Linked DNA regions of Mus musculus: region 1 is linked to region 2. Evidence: chromatin contacts called from public Micro-C data. All regions are on one chromosome and are shown on one strand. The core of a region is the stretch at or near the end of the contact, and the rest is flanking DNA. Distances in the headings are between cores, read along the strand shown.

Region 1 (4,149 bases), core at 1,387-3,886, 150 kb after region 2:
CAACCTGATGATGGCCTTAGTGCCTGAGACACACATGGTAGAGGGAGAGAAACAGCTCCTGCAGGCTGCCCTCTGACCTCTATTTATACTCTGTGGCACATGTGTCTGGTTCCCACCCCTCCTGCTACCACCCCAATAAAAAGTAATAAAAATCCGTACTTTAAGATACAATTTTGCCGGGCGTGGTGGCGCACGCCTTTAATCCCAGCACTCGGGAGTCAGAGGCAGGTGGATTTCTGAGTTCGAGGCCAGCCTGGTCTACAAAGTGAGGTCCAGGACAGCCAGGTCTATACAGAGAAACCCTGTCTCGAAAAAAAACCAAAAAAAAAAAAAAAAAAAAAAAGATACAATTTTTAATTTCAATAATATGCCAAGGTCTCAGTTTACTGAAGAACTTTATTGTAGGGTGGGAATCATTTTAAAATCTTTTGCTAAATGTTTGTTCAAAGACTGGCTTGAAATATAATATGGCTTCAGTGTTCAAGGTCTCTGTTTATCCTTGTGCAGAGATGTTTATTTCAAAATGCCCTGACTTTGTTGTCAAACTGTACCCTTCCACGAGGCCTGTGATGGATTACCCAGACAGCAAATAATTATTACACATTTTGAATCTAACTTTTTGTTGGAGCAGATGGTGGTAGAACATGAATTGTCCAACATTCTGCTTCCTTCTGTCTCTTGCGTAAGCTAAGTTTGTAGTGGAACTTGGAGCACACTCAGGAATCCGTAAGTGGCAGGCAGCATTTGCCCCGTACACCACGAGGCTCACCCTGGCACTTAGGTTACCTACCCTTGGGCAGCTTTTTCCAGTCTAAGAAAATATCTGTTGGAGTGCTGTGCTAGCTGTTGTCTGCTTTCGGGTCGTCGTCCCCCCGTCCCCCAGACTGTTTATGTGGCCTTCCCTCCTGGGAGACCCACACGGTCAGGGTCGGACAGCTAGCTGCTTTTCAGAACTTTGGCAAGAGCAGTGTTAGTCCTCCTTAGATGCTTCTCTTCCCCGCTGTCTGCTGTCTTGTTCTTGCTTGTTAGGGGCTCCACCCTAGCATTTCCTCTGAGATGCTGTTCAGGTTTCACAAAGCAGTGGTTCGGGGATAGGTCTTTGTGGTGTAAGTCATGCGCCAGTCACGGGGTTCCTTACAGGAAATGCTGAGTGCTTTGTTCATTGCAGAAAATAGCACTTGTGCTGTGGGCCTCCCAGGCAGTGCTTTGGGTTAACAGACTTGTGTACAGTATTTCTTCCCAGGGTAATGCTTTGACTGTTTCATACAGTCTCATCCAGTCTCTGAAGCTAGGTCATTGTGACACACACTTGTAATCCAAGCTTTGGAAAGCTGGGGCAGGAGGATTGCTGTGAGCTCGAATCCATCTTGGGCTTCAGTATGAAATTTTGTCTTAAGAGGTGGGAAAAGGGGGGCTGGAGAGATGGCTCAGAGGTTAAGAGCACTGGCTGCTCTTCCAGAGGTCCTGAGTTCAATTCCCAGCAACATGGTGGCTCACAACCATCTACAATGGGATCTGATGCCTTCTTCTGGTGTGTCTGAAGACAACTACAGTGTACTCATACATGACATGAATTTTTAAAAAAACAAAAAAAAAAAAGAGGGAAAAAAGGGGGCTGGAGAGGTGGCTTAGCAGTTAAGAGCACTGCCTGCTCTTCCAGAGGTCCTGTGTTCAATTCCCAGCAACCACAAGGTGGTTCACAACCATCTGTAACGGGGTCTGATGCCACCTTCTGGTGTGTCTGAAGAGAACAATGGTGTACTCATATACATAAAGTAAATTTAAAAATCTTTAAAAAAAAAAAAAAAAGGCGGGGGAGAGGTGGGGGAAGCAAGTGCAAGGCCCTGGGTTTGGTCATCACCTCTGAAGAAAAAATTACAAAAGATAAAGTGTGCCATGCTCTTGGGCTGGCAAGATGGCTCAGTAAGAGCACTGACTGCTCTTCTGAAGTTCCTAAGTTCAAATCCCAGCAACCACATAGTGACTCACAGCCACCCATAATGAGATCTGACGCCCTCTTTTGGTACATCTGAAGACAGCGACAGTGTACTTCTGTATAATAATAAATAAATCTTGGGCCAGAGCAAACAGGGACTGAGCGAGCGGGGTTGGCCGGAGTGAGCAGAGGTCCTAAAAATTCAATTCCCAACAACCACATGAAGGCTCACAACCACCTGTACAGCTACAGTGTACTCATACACATAAAATAAATAGATAAATCTTAAAAAAAAAAAAGAGGGAAAAAATCAAATTTCAGACATTTTCCTTCTGAAACTTGTGTGGAAATCTAAAACAGCAAAATGTGTTGGGCACAGGAAGAAACTCACTGTTGCTGCATTCAGATAAGAATGTCTGAATTCAGACCTATGACCAGATCACTCTGAACATGGGCTGGTGCTATTTGATGCTAAGCAGGATCAGCGCTGGCTTGTACTCTGATAGGAAGATGTGTGCTGTTTAGGAATCCAAAGTATAAAAGTTGCTTAAAATCGGCTTGTTTTTACTTTTTAAAACTTATAAGGTTAATCGTGTGTGTGTGTGTGTGTGTGTGTGTGTGTGTGTGTGTGTGTGTGTGTGTGTGTGTGTGTGTGTAGAAGCTAGAGGTGTCAGATTTCCTAGAGCTGGAGTTCCAGGCAGTTGTGAGCAGCGTCACGTGGGTGCCAGGTCCTCCGGGCAGTGCATGGTCTTCACTGCTGAACCTTTCACCAGCTAGGTTTTAAAAAGCAGTTTTCTTTTTCTTTTGCACGCTTTATAGCACAGCTCTGAAAGTGCAGAGAACTTCCCGGACTCTATGAAGCCTGTGTGGGTGCCAGACAGGGATCACACTGGATGTCCCTGGCCCACTGGAACAATTAGATGACAGCCAGGTATGGGTGGCATATGCCTGTAATCCCAGCACTGGGGAGATGCAGGCAAGAAGATAGGAGTCAAGGCTATCTTTTTGGCACATAATAAGTTTGTGACCAGCAACCCATGAACAATTAAGTGTAAAAACCTCTTGGTGACCTTCCTGCTGGAAATGCATGCTAGGCTGTGGGGGCCACAGTTTTAGCTCAGAGCTGTTCCAGGTGAGCTGAGCCTTCCTGGGCCTTGATAAGGATCCCCCAAGGTGTTCTTTTCTGATCATGTTACAGGAAACGAAAAACAAAGACAGACTGGGATGGTTTAGGATGTGCATTGAGGGAAAGTCATCCTAGGAAACTGTTGGTGACTGAATGGGCCTGTGACTAATATACAGCACAAGGAGGTGCTCACCGCTCTCCACATTTCAGCTACCACCTAAACTCCATGCTCTAATTTATGGATGTCTCAACTCCCTTAAAATACAAAGACAAGCAGAGCAGTGGTGGCGCACGCCTTTAATCCCAGCACTTGGGAGGCAGAGGCAGGCGGATTTCTGAGTTCAAGGCCAGCCTGGTCTGCAGAGTGAGTGTCAGGACAGCCAGGGCTACACAGAGAAACCCTGTTTCAAAAAACAAGAACAAAGACAACAAAAGTACATGTTAGCATGTTTCAGAGGAGGACCTAGAAGCTTCATTGTGACACCATCCATGATTTGGGAGTAATATTCAGCTAGTCTCAGTGTTACAGCCCACCACTGTTCCATTTGTTACAAATGCATTGGCGTGGAGTTTGGTGCTTACAGCAGGTCTCCCATCAGTGAACATTTGCTAACTCTGGCTTATTTTATATTTGTGAAGAAATTTGTCTCCTTTGGTAACCATCTGTATGCTGGGGCAGGAAAGAATAATGAACACTTCTGAAGTTTTGAAGCATTATCATTTGGTGGGAACAAGAAAAAATAATTGTGTTAAAATCAACTCTTAGCATGTTTGACACTGATGATTTTAGGGTAAGTTCCATTAGAAATTGTCATCCCGTCCTTTGGCTGAGAAGTCCAGCAGACTTTGTTTTACTCCTTGTTAGTACATAGCTATAGCTGGAAGCTCGGTGTTAGTGGTGGCACACCCCAGCCCTTGGTTAGCAGCGCAGGAGCATTAGTAGTTCAAGGAAGAGGGTGGTTAGTGGTTCAAGGCCAGCTTGCGCTACATGATCCCATTTCAAAAAACAAAAACGTGCCTGGGCAGTGGTGGCGCATGCCTTTAATCCTGGCAGAGGCAGGTAGTTCTCTGAGTTTGAAGGCATCCT
Region 2 (4,202 bases), core at 477-2,976:
TCCAGCCATTACAGTTGCCAATCGAATCTTCATCTCCATTCCAGTGTCCTTTCTAAAAAGTAACTCAGATGTTCTTTCCGTCCGCATCCCTGTCATTCTCACAGCTTCTGCCACACCTGAGTCCGGTAGTTCTCTAGTCCCCCACACTCTTTACCTGTGACCATTCTGTTTGTCTACCACGAGCTTTCTCCCCCTCCAGGGCTGTTTTCATTACAAACTTCAAGATTTACACAGAAACCCCTGGCTCAGAAAAGCCTTTATCCTAACAAATACATATACTCAAAACTAGGGTTAAATGACCATGAGTTTCAATTATCAGCTAAATTTCTTAAACTGTATTATTACTTTGGTGCCCTACAGGGAAGAGCACATTTCAGAATCCCTGCATTTCTGGCACAGTGTGTATGCAGTGAGAACTTAATTACATGGGTTGAATTCATGAGGCAGTCCATTTGATTTGCTTTTGATGTGTAAACTGTAACACAGGTACCTGCTACCTGCAGCACACTTCTTAACCTTTTCTTCTAATTTCTTCATCTGTAAAATGGAAGACTACTGCACCTACCTAATACCTTAGGAACGTAGAAGTAATGGAAATAGCACCATCTCCAGCACTTTGAAAGTACACATTCGAGTTAGCAAAATCTTTTTTTTTTTTCATTCTCCAAGTTTTTCCAAACTGATCATCTCAGAAAACACCATCTCTCGACAGCTTTCATCAGAGACAGAGATTCTCCTCCAATGGTCTTAAGGTTTTACAAACATTCCTCATTCAGACTCTTGTCTTTTAGCTTCTTAAAGGATCAGTAGCTGGAATACCAAAGTCTTAAGTCACTAACGCTTGCAGTCTACTGTATCTCACTCACTCACTCACTGGTTTCCTCCCTTAAAGTTAGAATCCATGACCACAAGGAAGTGGTAACCTACCCTACAGAAACCACTCACACCTCTCCCCAGAGTACCACCATCCCACTCCAGCTTGCTAGCATCCAGGCTTTTGAGAATTCGTAGAAATCTGATTATCTAGTGCAATTTTAAAACTCCTCGTCGTAGATTAAGACAATCCTCCTGCTACCCGTTCCAAGATAGAGAATGAATTTCCAGCCTCCAAAACCCAAAAGAGGGGATCCGCTTAAACCCTTTTCCCACTAGGTCATGAAATGTGTTTCCTTCAAAAAGAGACACCAAAATCCGGCCAAGCCATGCCGCCCCTTCCCGACAGAGTCCGGTGTGTCTGGTCCACTCCCAGCCCGCAAGCTGATGTACTCTCAGGGATCGGAATGCCTTCCGCCCACCCTGCCAACTCCCTGCCCACTCCCGTGCTCTCCTCTCCCACAGCCCAGGCCGCTCACGGCCTCCCGCCGCCAGCTCCATCCCGGGCCGCTACTCACCGCTTCTTGGGGATGGTGCCCGACTCTGGTGCGGCAGGAGTAGCGGCGGGCGACGCCCCGGCCGCCGACGCGGCTCTCCGCGCTTTGCACTCATTGGTACTCGGAGCCTCCTGGGGCCGGCCCAGCAGATGGCCCGACAGAACCCGCAGCCGCCGGCGCGCGCGGCCCGCGTCTGGGTCCCGCTCGCTCGCGCCCGCCTCGCCCGCCGCCGCCTCCGCCATGGCTTCCGCCTTGTGCCGCCGCCCGAGGCCGCTGGGCTCGGGTGAAAGGTCACTCAGAGCGGCGCCCCGCGCGACCATTCGCTGCGGCGCATCCCGGCAGTCACCGCGGCGACTGGCGGCAGGGGCCTTGCGCCTGGAGCTTCAACGGGCTCTGTCCCCGCCCACAGCAGCTTCGCCCCGCCCCTCCCCGCCTCGGCCACGCCCGCCGCCGCGCCTCGCCACGCCTCGTCCTGGCGTACCTGCAGAGCAGGTGAGTTCCAGCGGAGCCCGGATTGGCCCAAAGGGGCAGGAGGAGAGCCAAACTACACAGCACACCCGCAGTTGCCAAACCTATGGGTGTGGCATCTTGGATGTGGCCCGAGCGCCCGGAGGCTATTTTCTGGAACAGATGCCTAGGAGCCTGAATAGTGAGTGGGCCGGTGGTGCTGCTGATCTGGCAATGGAGCCAAACCTGGTGAACTTCCCCTAGGTCAAAACCAATCCTTTAAGCGATAGAGCCAGTGCCCCATCAGTCTCTAGGTGTCTAGCACTGTGTTCAGCACTCATGTGGAAGTGAGAGGACAACTTCCAGTTGTCTCTTTCCACCATGTGTATCCAGGGCATCAAACTCGGGTCATCAAACTTCGTGGCAAGTACCTTTACCTACTGAGCCGTCTTGCCCACAGGCTGTATAAAAACCACAGCCTTCAATCTAATGGTTGTTTTTTTTTTTTTTTTTTTTTTTTGGTTTTTTGGTTTTTTGGTTTGTTTGTTTACGTGAAAAAGTGTTATCTGCAAAAATACCATTGAGTTCGTTTTGTGTTAGCCAACAACTCCTAGGCATGGGGCCCACTCTGAAGTGTGGTTAATATACCTAGTGAGACTCCACTGGCAAAAAGTACTTTTCTTGTGCGGATGGGTACCAATTTCAGATAGCTTTTTGGTTCATGGTGGGACGCTGTGTCCACTTCAACCTCTCAGCTCTAGGATTCCATCTGGCTTGATCCCCTGTACATCCTTTGTGTGCTGTCACAGTTTCTGTGAGTTCGTATGTGAATTAGTTCTGTTGTATACAAAAGACACTTTCTTTGGAGTCATCCATCAGCTCTGACTCTTAGAATCTTTCCTCCTCTTCTGTGTCGATCCCTGAGCCTTGAAGGGAAGGTGTTGGGTGGCTTAGCATCTTTTTATACTTGATTTTTTTTCCAGATAATATAAAAGCTATAAAGGCCTAGTAACATCTATTTTGTGCATCTACCTAAGGTCTCTGTTGAATTCTCTTTGCTCTTCTGACTTTTAAGTCCATGAGAGCTCTGTTTAGGTGACCATCCTCTCACCAGGGCAAACCTGCTCCTGCAGGGTGTGACTGGGGCTGGATGCATGACTAAGAGAACAGATATGCATTCCTGAACATTTCATAACAGAAGAAAGAGATCCTTTGACATCATTCTCTGCTAGAGAAGTAGCGTCTTACTTAAAATAAATCAATAAGTAAACTTCAGTTTGCCTTCCAGTGCTGTGCACATGTTCATAATGACCATCCTGCCTTGCACAAGCTGAAGAAAACGATGCATTCATATCTATTGGCTTGGTAAAAGTCGCCAGAGAAGTTGGAGGTGACTCGGTCCAAGAATTAATGAGCTAAGGGTTTTTCCTAACCGCTGTCCCCTCCATTCATCCAGACATTTCTCCCACTTCCTCATATTTTACTTCCATTATCTTCATCCGGCAAATTCAGATATCACCAGTGACGTTGCTGCAGAGAAAAATAGACTTATCAGTTATTGAGTCTTGATGTTCTATCGCCTCTAGTGCAGATTATCCTTTGACCTTGCAAGAGCGTATTCATCCGCCTGTGCTTCCTTAAATGACTCAGAAACTCTGTCCTCTCCTGCCTCCTTCTGTGCTTCCTTGTTCCAGTGGCCTCGCCGCCATTTTGTTCCACCAACCCCAGTTTCTTTTACTGCTGTTTTGCCTCTGTACAGCTGGTTCTTCACCTTCACTTTTCTCTGTGTGCATTTTCTTCCTAAGCATGTCTGGTCTTCATTTATGATGCATGTCTTTATTTAATTTTTATGTACACATTTCTCTTCCTCCAAAAGGGCCAAAGACTTTGTGAAGGCAAAAGTCATGTTGTAACTGAGACTTACACTCAGTTTATAAGGAGCTCGAATTTTTTAATCTAGGGAAAAGACTAGAGCCACAGATGAAAGTGGTGTAGTTAGTAACTCATGTTTGGTTGCCTCCTCCAATAGTCCTGCGGTGGTCAGTGGAGACCACCTTGTCTTCAACCTGATTCTTGGTCACCGTCCTCCAAGGATGGTATCCACAGACATCAAAGAGTACAAACAGGAGGGACTTTATTACCAATTCGTGATTATCAACTTCAAGCAGGATAAAACAGCTTGAATATCACCACACAGGATTTAAATAAAATAGGTTTGAACTCTTGTTTGCAGCAGGATGCTGTCTGGGAGCCGTGGAAGCTCCAGGAAATGTTTTGTGGTTTGTCTGGAGTTTTTGTTTGACTTCTGCTTGCCTGCTTGCTTGCTTGCTTGCTTGCTTGCCTGCCTGCCTGCCTGCCTGCCTGCCTGCCTGCCTGCTTGCTTGC

The links. Hi-C and Micro-C count contacts between places; a contact is called where the count stands out from the background.
Region 1: a contact with region 2 is called in a Micro-C map of palatal mesenchyme, with 1.5 times the contacts expected there. The contact joins the enhancer-like site here to the promoter of Agps in region 2. A contact is called at or near these places in 19 of 39 promoter capture datasets (the 3T3-L1 cell line, 3T3-L1-derived adipocytes, the C10 cell line and 12 more), 2 of 15 datasets of contacts at CTCF or cohesin (the NIH/3T3 cell line and large pre-B cells), 13 of 484 Hi-C or Micro-C datasets (the AML12 cell line, adipose-derived mesenchymal stem cells, bone marrow-derived dendritic cells and 8 more), 13 of 115 datasets of contacts at active chromatin or transcription factors (CD8 T cells, the HPC-7 cell line, the NIH/3T3 cell line and 9 more) and 3 of 9 other capture datasets (adipose tissue, liver and pancreatic islet).

What each region holds. Positions count from the first base shown.
Region 1 is chr2:75,680,063-75,684,211 of GRCm38.p6, reverse strand. The region is part of intron 1 of Nfe2l2 (nuclear factor, erythroid derived 2, like 2); the gene reads left to right. Among named protein-coding and RNA genes, the nearest start is that of Nfe2l2, 23 kb to the left of the region's middle. Within about 2 kb of position 2,636, at least 40 of the 459 cell types and tissues checked have an H3K27ac peak or open chromatin away from gene starts, as enhancers often do. A contact at or near this core is called in the HPC-7 cell line, the SCID.adh cell line, palatal mesenchyme and 1 more, where this site is marked.
Region 2 is chr2:75,829,701-75,833,902 of GRCm38.p6, reverse strand. It overlaps Agps (alkylglycerone phosphate synthase), which reads right to left and starts at 1,726. Exons shown (of 20, transcript NM_172666.3): 1 at 1,392-1,726. The coding sequence starts at 1,690. Gm34861 (a long non-coding RNA gene) reads left to right here and starts at 1,716. Exons shown (of 3, transcript XR_866490.3): 1 at 1,716-1,862.